Linked DNA regions of Mus musculus: region 1 is linked to region 2. A link is a contact called in public HiChIP or PLAC-seq data. All regions are on one chromosome and are shown on one strand. Each heading gives the region's core, a stretch centred on a gene start, on an enhancer-like site or on the middle of the called end of the contact. The rest is flanking DNA. Distances are from core to core; before and after follow the strand shown. Region 1 overlaps Ptprn2 (protein tyrosine phosphatase, receptor type, N polypeptide 2). Region 2 overlaps Ptprn2 (protein tyrosine phosphatase, receptor type, N polypeptide 2).

Region 1 (4,760 bases), core at 60-2,559, 110 kb after region 2:
GGAGGGCCACCCAGCTGTAAGATCATGTTGGGCACCACCCTGCAGCCGGCAGCTCAGAACAGGGCAGAGGCTGGCAATGCTAGGAAAGTCAGGGACACTTTGAGCCAGGAATAGAAAGTGAATCCCGACCCTGGAGCCACACTCTGCTTCAGGGACTCCACCAGAAATACAAGCCAGTCTCTTCCATCTGTGCCTCTGTGGACCTCACAGACCTCTTCCCCACCAGAAAGTTGGGAGTGCCCGAAACATCAGCTGGATATATGAGGATCTGCAGTGATCCCAGGGGAAAGCGTGTACAAGAATCAGGAGCATTGCCTAACACATCACAGAAGCTAGCCATTTGGCTCTCTGATATCAGTATCTTATTGCCAAAAACCAGCCCCCATGGCTTGATTACTGAAGTCAGGCCCAGCACGCAGCACCAGCCCAAGCTTCGGTGCTTTGTGGCCATGGTGATGATTCTACTGATTATTACAATATTAATAATTATCTTGATTATCACTGTGGTGTGTGTTTACTTCTACATATCTATGAACCCAAGTGCTCCATCCCTGCAGCCAGCTGTGTCTCAGGGTGACACAAGGCTCAGGGACCAAGTCCACCCACATGGCCTGCTCTCTGGTGGATGGTGACAAGGATTTGTCCCCTCCCTCAGGCTGGATGTTTAGAGGTGGAAACCTGCTCCCGTGTCCATGGCAACACAAAGGTCAGTCCTCTCACATTTATGTCGCTTTCCCCAGATTCACCTTATGATACTGGGCTGCTCATTGCACTTTGGTTTTGTAAAAACAGAAAAATAACTGGGGACAAACAGAGCCATGCTCCTCACCCAAGCTGAAGGCAGGCATGGGCTTTCAATTCATGTGAAGGTACTTGATCAGATTCCACCATTTGGACCAGAGGAAGGGTAACAACCAGTGACTGACACAAGAGCTTGAGTGGACTGGAGACTCCTGACAGCACATACTCTTCGTTAAAGTGAGTCGTAGGGTAACAGCTTTTCTTCCTGAAACGCAGGCTTGTCGTACACACAGCAAACACCTAACAAATGCCTGCCCTAGCATCATGAACTGAGAAGAAACACCAGGACACACAAAGGCTTGGTTGCCTATGAGGATTTAGCCAGGATTAAGACGAGAGCCCCTTATCACCACCTAGGGCAGCGGCTGAGGATTCTGACAGGTACAAAAGGAGCCAACCTTGGAGAAGGGAGGCAAGGTGTCAGGAAAGCTGCAAACAGGGAATCCAGGCGGGGCTCAGGCTAATCCTTACCTCAGCTGTGTCTGCTATGGACACAGCCTCCCCTCCCTCCCCAGGGCCTGGAAGAGTTGCCATAGTAACCAGAGGCCTTAACACTTTCCATCCCGTGGCTTTGGCTTAATTTGGTTGTTGTTATTAGTGTAGGTTAACTGTGTGTAGGAAAGGTTTCCTTGGGCTGTTCTCACACACTAAAGCATTCCCCTCTCTTTCACCCTGTCCTTGCCCTTTTCCTCCTGCCTCAGCCTCCCAAGTGGAAGGATTGCGTCCAGTGCCACCACACCCTGTGATATTTCCTCTTTTACATTCATCAGTTCTAGAGAAAGCAGTCCTATAACCCAGAGCTACGCACGCACGCACGCACGCTGCGCTCAACAAGACAGGCACTCCCAAGGGTGTGTGCAAAAAGCATGCAAACGAGGAGTCGATAGTGGACTCCCCGAATTGTGTGTGTGTGTGTGTGTGTGTGTGTGTGTGTGTGTGAGAGAGAGAGAGAGAACGGGATTGCCCATGGATGCATGTAGATGTGTGAGTGAGTGTGTGCAAGTGTGTGTGGATATGGAAGGGTGTGCATGAGTGAGTGGGGGTGACTGGGGGGGATGTGAATGCATGGTGCTTGCAAATGTATGTGGGAGTAGGTATGAGTGTGTGGGGACAGAGAGTGAGTGTGGGTGAGTGTGAACATGTGTGTGGTGTTACTCTATATGGAAGGGTGTGATGGGTGTGTATCAGTGTATGAATATATGTGGATGTGTGAGTACATGGTGCCCAATGCCCTCTCACCTTCGACTTCTGCTCCCCAAGTCCATCCTCCTTATGCCCTATGCATTTCCAAGGCTCTAGAAACAGGGCACCGGGCTCAGATGTGTCCCACCTTTCCAGGCTAAGCTTGGACCAAGAAGTGATGATTCAATCAGGTGTATGTGTCATACCTGGAAGTGACCCAGCCCACTCTCTCACCCACAGACTAGAGAAGTTATTCCCTTCCCTATCTCCCGAGCCCCATGCCTGTCTGTCTGCCTCCTTCTTTTTTTCTCCATCCCTTATTCCCTCTCTCCCTCCACTCCCTCTTTCTGTCTCTCCATTCTCTCTCAGAATATCTGTTCGTTCTCCATCTTTCTGTCTCTCCGCATCTGTCATTCTTCCTGTGATTCTGTCTGTCTGCCTGACTCAGTCCACACCTGACCTATTCATGCACACATGACCTATTTATTCATGGCCATCCCCGCTTCTCCTGGCTCTGTCATTAGACCAAGGGGCTGATCTAGCACTTCAAAGAGGGGCAGCAGGGACACAGAAAGACACTGGGTCTTAGATCCCTTTTGAGAGCCTCCTTGGGAATCACCTCCTGTGTTGGCTTGAGGAGCTCAAGGTTGTAGGTACAGGTATCACACTTTACTGAAGCTCTCATTAGAATACGGGATGACGGTTGTCATAGCAACCACTCAAGCGAATGCTTTAAAATGCAAGCACAAGTACAACTGAATAGCCACCACCCTGCTCTGTGATCTTCACACCACCACGGCCATCAACATGAACACAGTCATGGTCACGTATGTGGCTACTCTGTGATGGCAGAGTCCTATCTAAGCAGCTCACCTGGACTACACAAGTGTCCTTCCATGTCACACAGGTCAGCTAGGTAAGAGGTGTGCAGGCTTTCTCCCTACCCCAGCAAGACGGTGAACTCTGCCCCAGCAAGGACATGGGGTGACACACAGACAGTGACACCTGCTCCTGCAATGACATGGGTGACGCAGAGTCACAGTGACACCTTCTCCAGTCTGAGCTTCTCCAGGTGCAGGGCCAAGCTGGAAGACTTGTAGAGAGACTGTAGGCTCTGCTTTCTGTAAACAGAATTTAGGTGCTTTAAAAACTATTCCTTGGTTCAGAGTGAATAGAGTTCTTTCTGTTGCCACACACTCCGGCAACACCAGGAGGCTCTTGCTCTTTCATGGACCTTGATCCTGCTCTGGCATCTCCCACCCACTCAGACAACAGCAGGAGATGCTTGCTCTTTCCTTTCCTGGTGTCTCTACTCACCCATCATGGGTTTTATTCCATAGCTGCATCTTCCACTGATTTTTAAGACGTTTGCTGAACATAAATTCCAATTGTGGGCACAGCCAAAGGTGCTGTATACATAACCAGTGAGCCATTGTTCAGCTGAGAAGAGTCAAGAAGGTCAGGGCAGCTGGGCTACAAAGCGAAACCCTGTCTCAATATAAAAAGCAGAGGTCAATGCGGGAGGGGTCAATGTGTGGTAACACCATAGTAGAGCAGTAAGTGTGGCTGGCACCAGACTTAGCCCCAGGCCACTAAAAGTCCAAATATGAATCCATGGTAAGGTGGGGTCTGGTTCTGATTGCACACTAATGCTGGCATTGCAATGAGTTTGTAGGGTTATACAGAGAGCTGTTCAATCAGTCTGTGACTGCTACCTAGATAAGGGCATGCACAAATTATCACGCCCATGACTTCTGCAGTGTGATCAACCAGTAGCTGGTGCTTCCAGAGCTCTGAGCCACGGAGTCTGCAAGGACTCATGTGGAGGCTGAAAAGGGGGAAGATAGCCACCCAACATCTGATCTTGACCATCAGACCTTAAAAGGAGACAGGCTAGCCCCCTCTCAACCACTGTCCTCACCTTGATCTTCCCATGGCTGCTCCTTAGCTGGGGACCATGTTCCTCTCCATTTGTGAATGGATATGAGAGTCACTGTCTTAAGAGTTCCATGGATGACAGGAGGTTCCCTGACAGAGAGGACAGAGTTGAATTGGAGATAGCCTGTTAACTAGAAGCAGCCATTGCACCCCGTTTCAGCAGAGCTATGGTTGTGGCTGCAATAGAGTGTGGTCTGCTGGCATTTGCACCTACTCCCACCCCATCTACCAAAGCACTTGGCTGTGGTGAGACATTGCCATTAAGACATGTAGAGCCTTACCTGGTGACTCCTGACCCCACTGTAGCTATAGAAGTACCCTCCATCATCAGGAGCAAGGCTTTCCCCCACACCACACACACACACACACACACACACACACACACACACCCCAATCCAAAGGACACAACTTAGACTAGCAACCAGAGAGCCCTCCTTCTGGTGATACCTGTGACCAGTATCTGTTTCCTAAACTGTTTCATCCAGGCTTGCCCTGGGCTTGGAAGAAGATGTTCCTCACTCACTGTCCCTTCTCACTTGTCTCTTCCTCAGGAGCAGTTTGAGTTTGCGCTGACAGCTGTGGCTGAGGAGGTGAATGCCATCCTGAAGGCCCTTCCCCAGTAGGCGCTGAAGCTGGAGCTGGCGGGACCCCACCACGAGTGCTTCCAGAACCGCAACAGGATATCAGTCCTGCATCTTCTGTGTAGTAACAGGGTCCTTCGGGCTCCACAGTCAGTGCAGGTGGCTAGTCATGTGTACTTCTGATTGACCAAATAGCACATGTGTGGAAACACCCAGTTAGGATGGAAGGAAGGAATGAAGGAAGGATGGGAGGGAGGA
Region 2 (4,408 bases), core at 1,202-3,701:
CTCCTCAGCCAGCACTGCTCCAAACTTTCAGAAAGAGCTTCCACTGTGCAGAAGGTGCTCTGCTTTTAAAAGACATCTGACTGTAAATGTCAAAGTTATAAATATTTAAACATCATTATTCTTTCAATTTCAAGTCAAAACTGATAAGATGTCTATGACTAGTCTGGGCTGTCTTCCGGGACGTCCCCCCCCCCCCCCCCCGGAAAGCCGCCTTGTGGTCCGCACCAAACTGCTCATCCTTGGGAAGTCACCATACTGAGAGGGACTGTGGCTCCAGCTGCACCTGGGTCAGCCCAGGTGCAAACTCACTTCAAGCTTCCAGCAGACACACTTCTCCCACTGCAGCTTCTGGCTAACAAGCATTTTTTTTTAAATGCACTTTTTTAGCTCCACAAAAAGAAAGAAAATGCAAGGTTGTTAACTCAGTCGCTATACGTAGGATGTTCAACTGACATTAAAACAAGAATTTCTAGAAATTTTATTTCCCCCATCCCAGGATTCTTACAACCTCATCCACTGCTAGCAGGTTCTCTCCCTTCACCCCACCCCACCCATTTCAACCCTCAGGTCAGGGCATTTTGGTGCTACTGTCAGGCAGAGAGCCCCTAAGAGATAAATTTTCAGGTTTGAGAAGCCATCAGTCAGTTGAAATTCAGACCTTAATATTAGATATATATTGACTCGAAGTGGGGGTCCCTTGATCCAGCATCTACCTTACCCTCTTCTGTCAGACATCACTCCTTTCAACCTCCACTCTGCCAACCTTCCAGGGTGCCCTACACCAAGGCAGGCCCTGAAGCCCATAGTTTCAGATCTGGGTGCCTCCCCGACTCCTACCCCATAGGCCAGTGGTGTGAGCCTCCTATCTGGTGGGGTTCTGGGGCAGGAGTACAGCTGACACTAATCCTGGTCACCAGCCACTCCTCTGGACTACTCAGGGGCACAGAGATGGGTGGAGCCTAGAGTAATCTGGCCCTGCCCTCTTCAGTTATCCCACAGGAGCCCATTGAGAAGGAAGTCTCTGCTCTTGCCCGGACAATTTGGTTCAGCCTCTGAGAAAAATCCCAGCAACCAACTGGTTTAAAATAAAACCGAGAAAGAAGCTGGGGCACCTGGGCTTTTCACTGGTTGCCCTGCAGCCAGCCCCGCAGGTTGCCACGCCGTTCACTTGTAGGAACATCACCTGCCTCTTCCTGTGGCTCCAGAGTGCCCAGTGTCTGTCACCTGGCAGTGCTGTCAGTCAGGCGGAGTTCATACTACGGACCATTGATCGCTTGGTGCTCCCAGCCCTGTGGAAGCGCGGGTACAGTGCAGAGTGTACTGATGGGCTGTCATATACCATGGCCCAGCATGGCTGGTAACTTAGAGTTATCTGAGAACCTGAAGCCGAGGAATTTCGTGCCTGAAGCCAGGTTAAGGAGGTCCTTTTCCAGCGCCACGTGGCGTGCAGGTCCGCCCAAAGCCTACGCTGGGCCTTGGTTCAGGGACCCTCAGCTCAGGAGATGGGTAAGGTGTCCTTGCCATTGCCATCCCACCACTGCCTTTGTTGTGGTCTGCTGAGAAGAGGCTAGACAGGCAAGGGCGGTGGGAAAGCAGCCATGGATCCGGCAGAGTGTGACCAGCTCCCGCCCTGGCATACCTGGGACCACACTGAACCCTGGGGAGTGAACAGCTCCGTTTTGCGAATGGTGCGGAGGTCCACTGGCCAGGAACTTAAGGAAAAGGGTTTGTTCTTGTGCGAACTACATCCAGTCATGTGAGGACAGCCATTTGGGCCACCGAGACCCTGGCCGAAAGGGTTATTTGTGTGGTTTATGCTCCTGCCCGTGCTGGGGCAAAGAAGTGTAGCTTAGAAACTGAGATGGGGACTTCGCTGACTTGGGGGGAGGGGCGGGAGACTCTGGAATGACTTCTTTCTAGAAGCTCTCCTGTGGGGTGGGCGGGAGTGAAAAGAGGAGGGGACCCGGGAGGAAGCCAAGAGGAGGAAGGGAAGGGTTCCACAGCTTTCCCCTGTGCAGGATCTTCTATGCTGCTGGCTCGCAGCAGCCAAGGGTGTCGCCCACTCAGTCCTGGGAGAGGTGTCCACGTTCCTGCTCCGGGTCTCCTGCTCCCCTCCCAAAGGTCCCCTCTGCCAGGCCTTGGAGCCCCCTCCCTTCCTCTCTTCCATCCATTACTGAAGTCCAGGAACCTCCTGGGTCCAGAGCCAAGCAGAACCAAGCCGCGCATCCAGGCAGGAAATCCCGGCGTCTTTTCTCATTTAACCCGCGTTTCCATTAACTCGGTCCCAGCGCCCGCTAATCCGCGCACCGAAGGCAAAAGCAGGCTAATTAATGACCAGCTTTTCCAGTCAAGACTAGCGATAATTGCTTTGGTGGCCTTTATGATTACAAGATAAAAATGGGCCCGGCCTGACATAAGAGACACTGTGTACACTCAGAGACTGGAGGAAACGAAGAGTTGGGAGGCTGAAAGCGGAGCAGAAAATTACTAATAGAAGAGAGATAATGAATAGGCCGGCCAGGCATTCATGGGGAAAAATCCATTTTGTTACCACGCGAAATTAGGTGGCGGAAAGGAGTTTGCTAATTGTTCTCCTCTTGTAGCAACCAGGACGGAGGCAGGGGCGTGCTCTTCCATTCATTTCCCGAGTAATTGTGGGGGTTGCTGGCCGGGAGTCGTGGGCGATTTGCCTGCGGCCCTTCCATTTTCCTGTGGCGTGTTTAATTGTTGCTAATACACCTCCTAATAAAGCTAATGAGGGGGGCGCTGTCTGGCTATCTGCCCTGGATTTGAGTGACAGAGAGGATTTTCTCACCTATTCCCCCAAGATGCAAAGTGAACTTCCCAATCATCTATTTCCAAAGACCTTGTCCCCTTTGAAGGAACAATACTCAGGTACCAGTAGTTGGAGTCTGTGCTTATAGAGAGTGACTAGAGCTGGTTGCATTAACCCACAGAATGTCTTCTAGAGAAGAAGCCATGTCCCAGAGCTATGATGACTCTGGCCAGTGCATTCTACTGATACTGGGGACTATTTAGTTCTGTTAATATTTTACCCACCTCCTGCCAAGCATGTGCTGGATTACATGCTCTGGACAAAATCTGTATCTGATTAGGAATGATGTACACTTCGTTTTACTTAAAGCAGCAAGTTGGGTACCAAATACTTTACATTATTAAGTTTGAAGAACAGCCACTATTGGGGTTACTCTTGACTTCTGCTTAATAGAAATTCGGTCTGGAGGTATGGTGTTGGAACTTCTTTGCACGTGTGTCCCTGCACAGCCCCCTCATGTTGAGGCTGCACTAAGTCTGGAGGGGGTGTGCTGCTGGAGTCAAGGTCCCCTGAGTAGTAACCTGTTCTCCTCCCTCTTCTCCTCCTCCTGCAGAAGGGAAAGCTCAAACTCCTGCCGCATCAGGAAGAGCAAGAGGACTCTACCAAGTTCATTTTGCTCACCTTCCTCTCCATTGCCTGCATCCTGGGGGTTCTCCTGGCTTCCAGCCTTGCCTACTGCCTCCGCCACAACTCACACTACAAGCTGAAGGACAAGTTGTCTGGACTAGGCGCTGACCCCAGTGCAGATGCCACTGAAGCCTACCAGGTAAAAATAAACTTTTCAAAGTTTTCTCCTTGGATTTGCCAAACTTGATTTGAGAGTGAAGGAGGAGGGCAGTCTGTCCCCTCTCTCACCCTCTATACTCCCTCATGAAGTCACAGTACAGGCTCTTTTATGATGACAATTTGAAACTTCTCATTAGCATTCATGTAAATACCTTGCAACCACAATTTTATGGCTCTGTATTAATCTTACACCGTTTCTGGGTAGTCTTACATTAGCTGTAGAAAGTGGGTTGCTAATTAGAAATGTGGAAAAAGTACAGTACATGAATTATGCATTGTCTGTTATCTTAATCTGGTCACTATTAATGAAACACGCCACAGTTGCAAGATGGATTGGCTGTGTAGATGTGTGAAGATGGCTCTTAAATCATCAACTTCCTTGGGGGTCTTATAGGAAGGGATCTTTTGACCTGATCTGTTGCCACCCTCTGCTATTGTTTGGATAAAGTGAAACCTAATACTGATAAATGGAATGTAGAGTGCATATGTCTTCATGAGTCAGCAGTGGCAGCTGTGTGCTATGTGTGCTAGAAACACAGACAGGCACCCAACGTGCCTGGAAGGAGAACAGAAGCCTGGAGAAGTGTGAGTGCCAGAGTCAAAACACAAGGGGCATAATCAACAGTTTCGTAATGAATGACTTGCTAAAATGAAACTGTGACTCCACTCAGCAGCAACGCAAGCCCAAAATATATAGAAGTCAGGGAGTTCAAATTTTTAATATAAAATATCATTTAACTCTAAATGTATTATTCTATTTAGGGTTATAAAATTACTTACTTGATT

The links. HiChIP or PLAC-seq counts read pairs in DNA pulled down with a chosen protein or histone mark.
Region 1: a contact with region 2 is called in an H3K4me3 HiChIP or PLAC-seq map of embryonic forebrain, with 2.3 times the contacts expected there. The contact joins two enhancer-like sites. A contact is called at or near these places in 1 of 39 promoter capture datasets (hippocampal neurons), 2 of 484 Hi-C or Micro-C datasets (cerebral cortex and stem cell-derived neural progenitor cells) and 8 of 115 datasets of contacts at active chromatin or transcription factors (craniofacial prominence, embryonic basal ganglia, embryonic forebrain and 5 more).

What each region holds. Positions count from the first base shown.
Region 1 is chr12:117,272,087-117,276,846 of GRCm38.p6, forward strand. It overlaps Ptprn2 (protein tyrosine phosphatase, receptor type, N polypeptide 2), which reads left to right. Exons shown (of 23, transcript NM_011215.2): 23 at 4,473-4,760. The coding sequence ends at 4,544. All of the region lies in intron 1 of Gm5441 (predicted gene 5441), which reads right to left. Among named protein-coding and RNA genes, the nearest start is that of Mir153, 24 kb to the left of the region's middle. Within about 2 kb of position 1,310, at least 29 of the 459 cell types and tissues checked have an H3K27ac peak or open chromatin away from gene starts, as enhancers often do. A contact at or near this core is called in embryonic forebrain, where this site is marked.
Region 2 is chr12:117,158,205-117,162,612 of GRCm38.p6, forward strand. It overlaps Ptprn2 (protein tyrosine phosphatase, receptor type, N polypeptide 2), which reads left to right. Exons shown (of 23, transcript NM_011215.2): 13 at 3,390-3,602. Among named protein-coding and RNA genes, the nearest start is that of Gm10421, 9.1 kb to the left of the region's middle. Within about 2 kb of position 2,452, at least 25 of the 459 cell types and tissues checked have an H3K27ac peak or open chromatin away from gene starts, as enhancers often do. A contact at or near this core is called in embryonic forebrain, where this site is marked.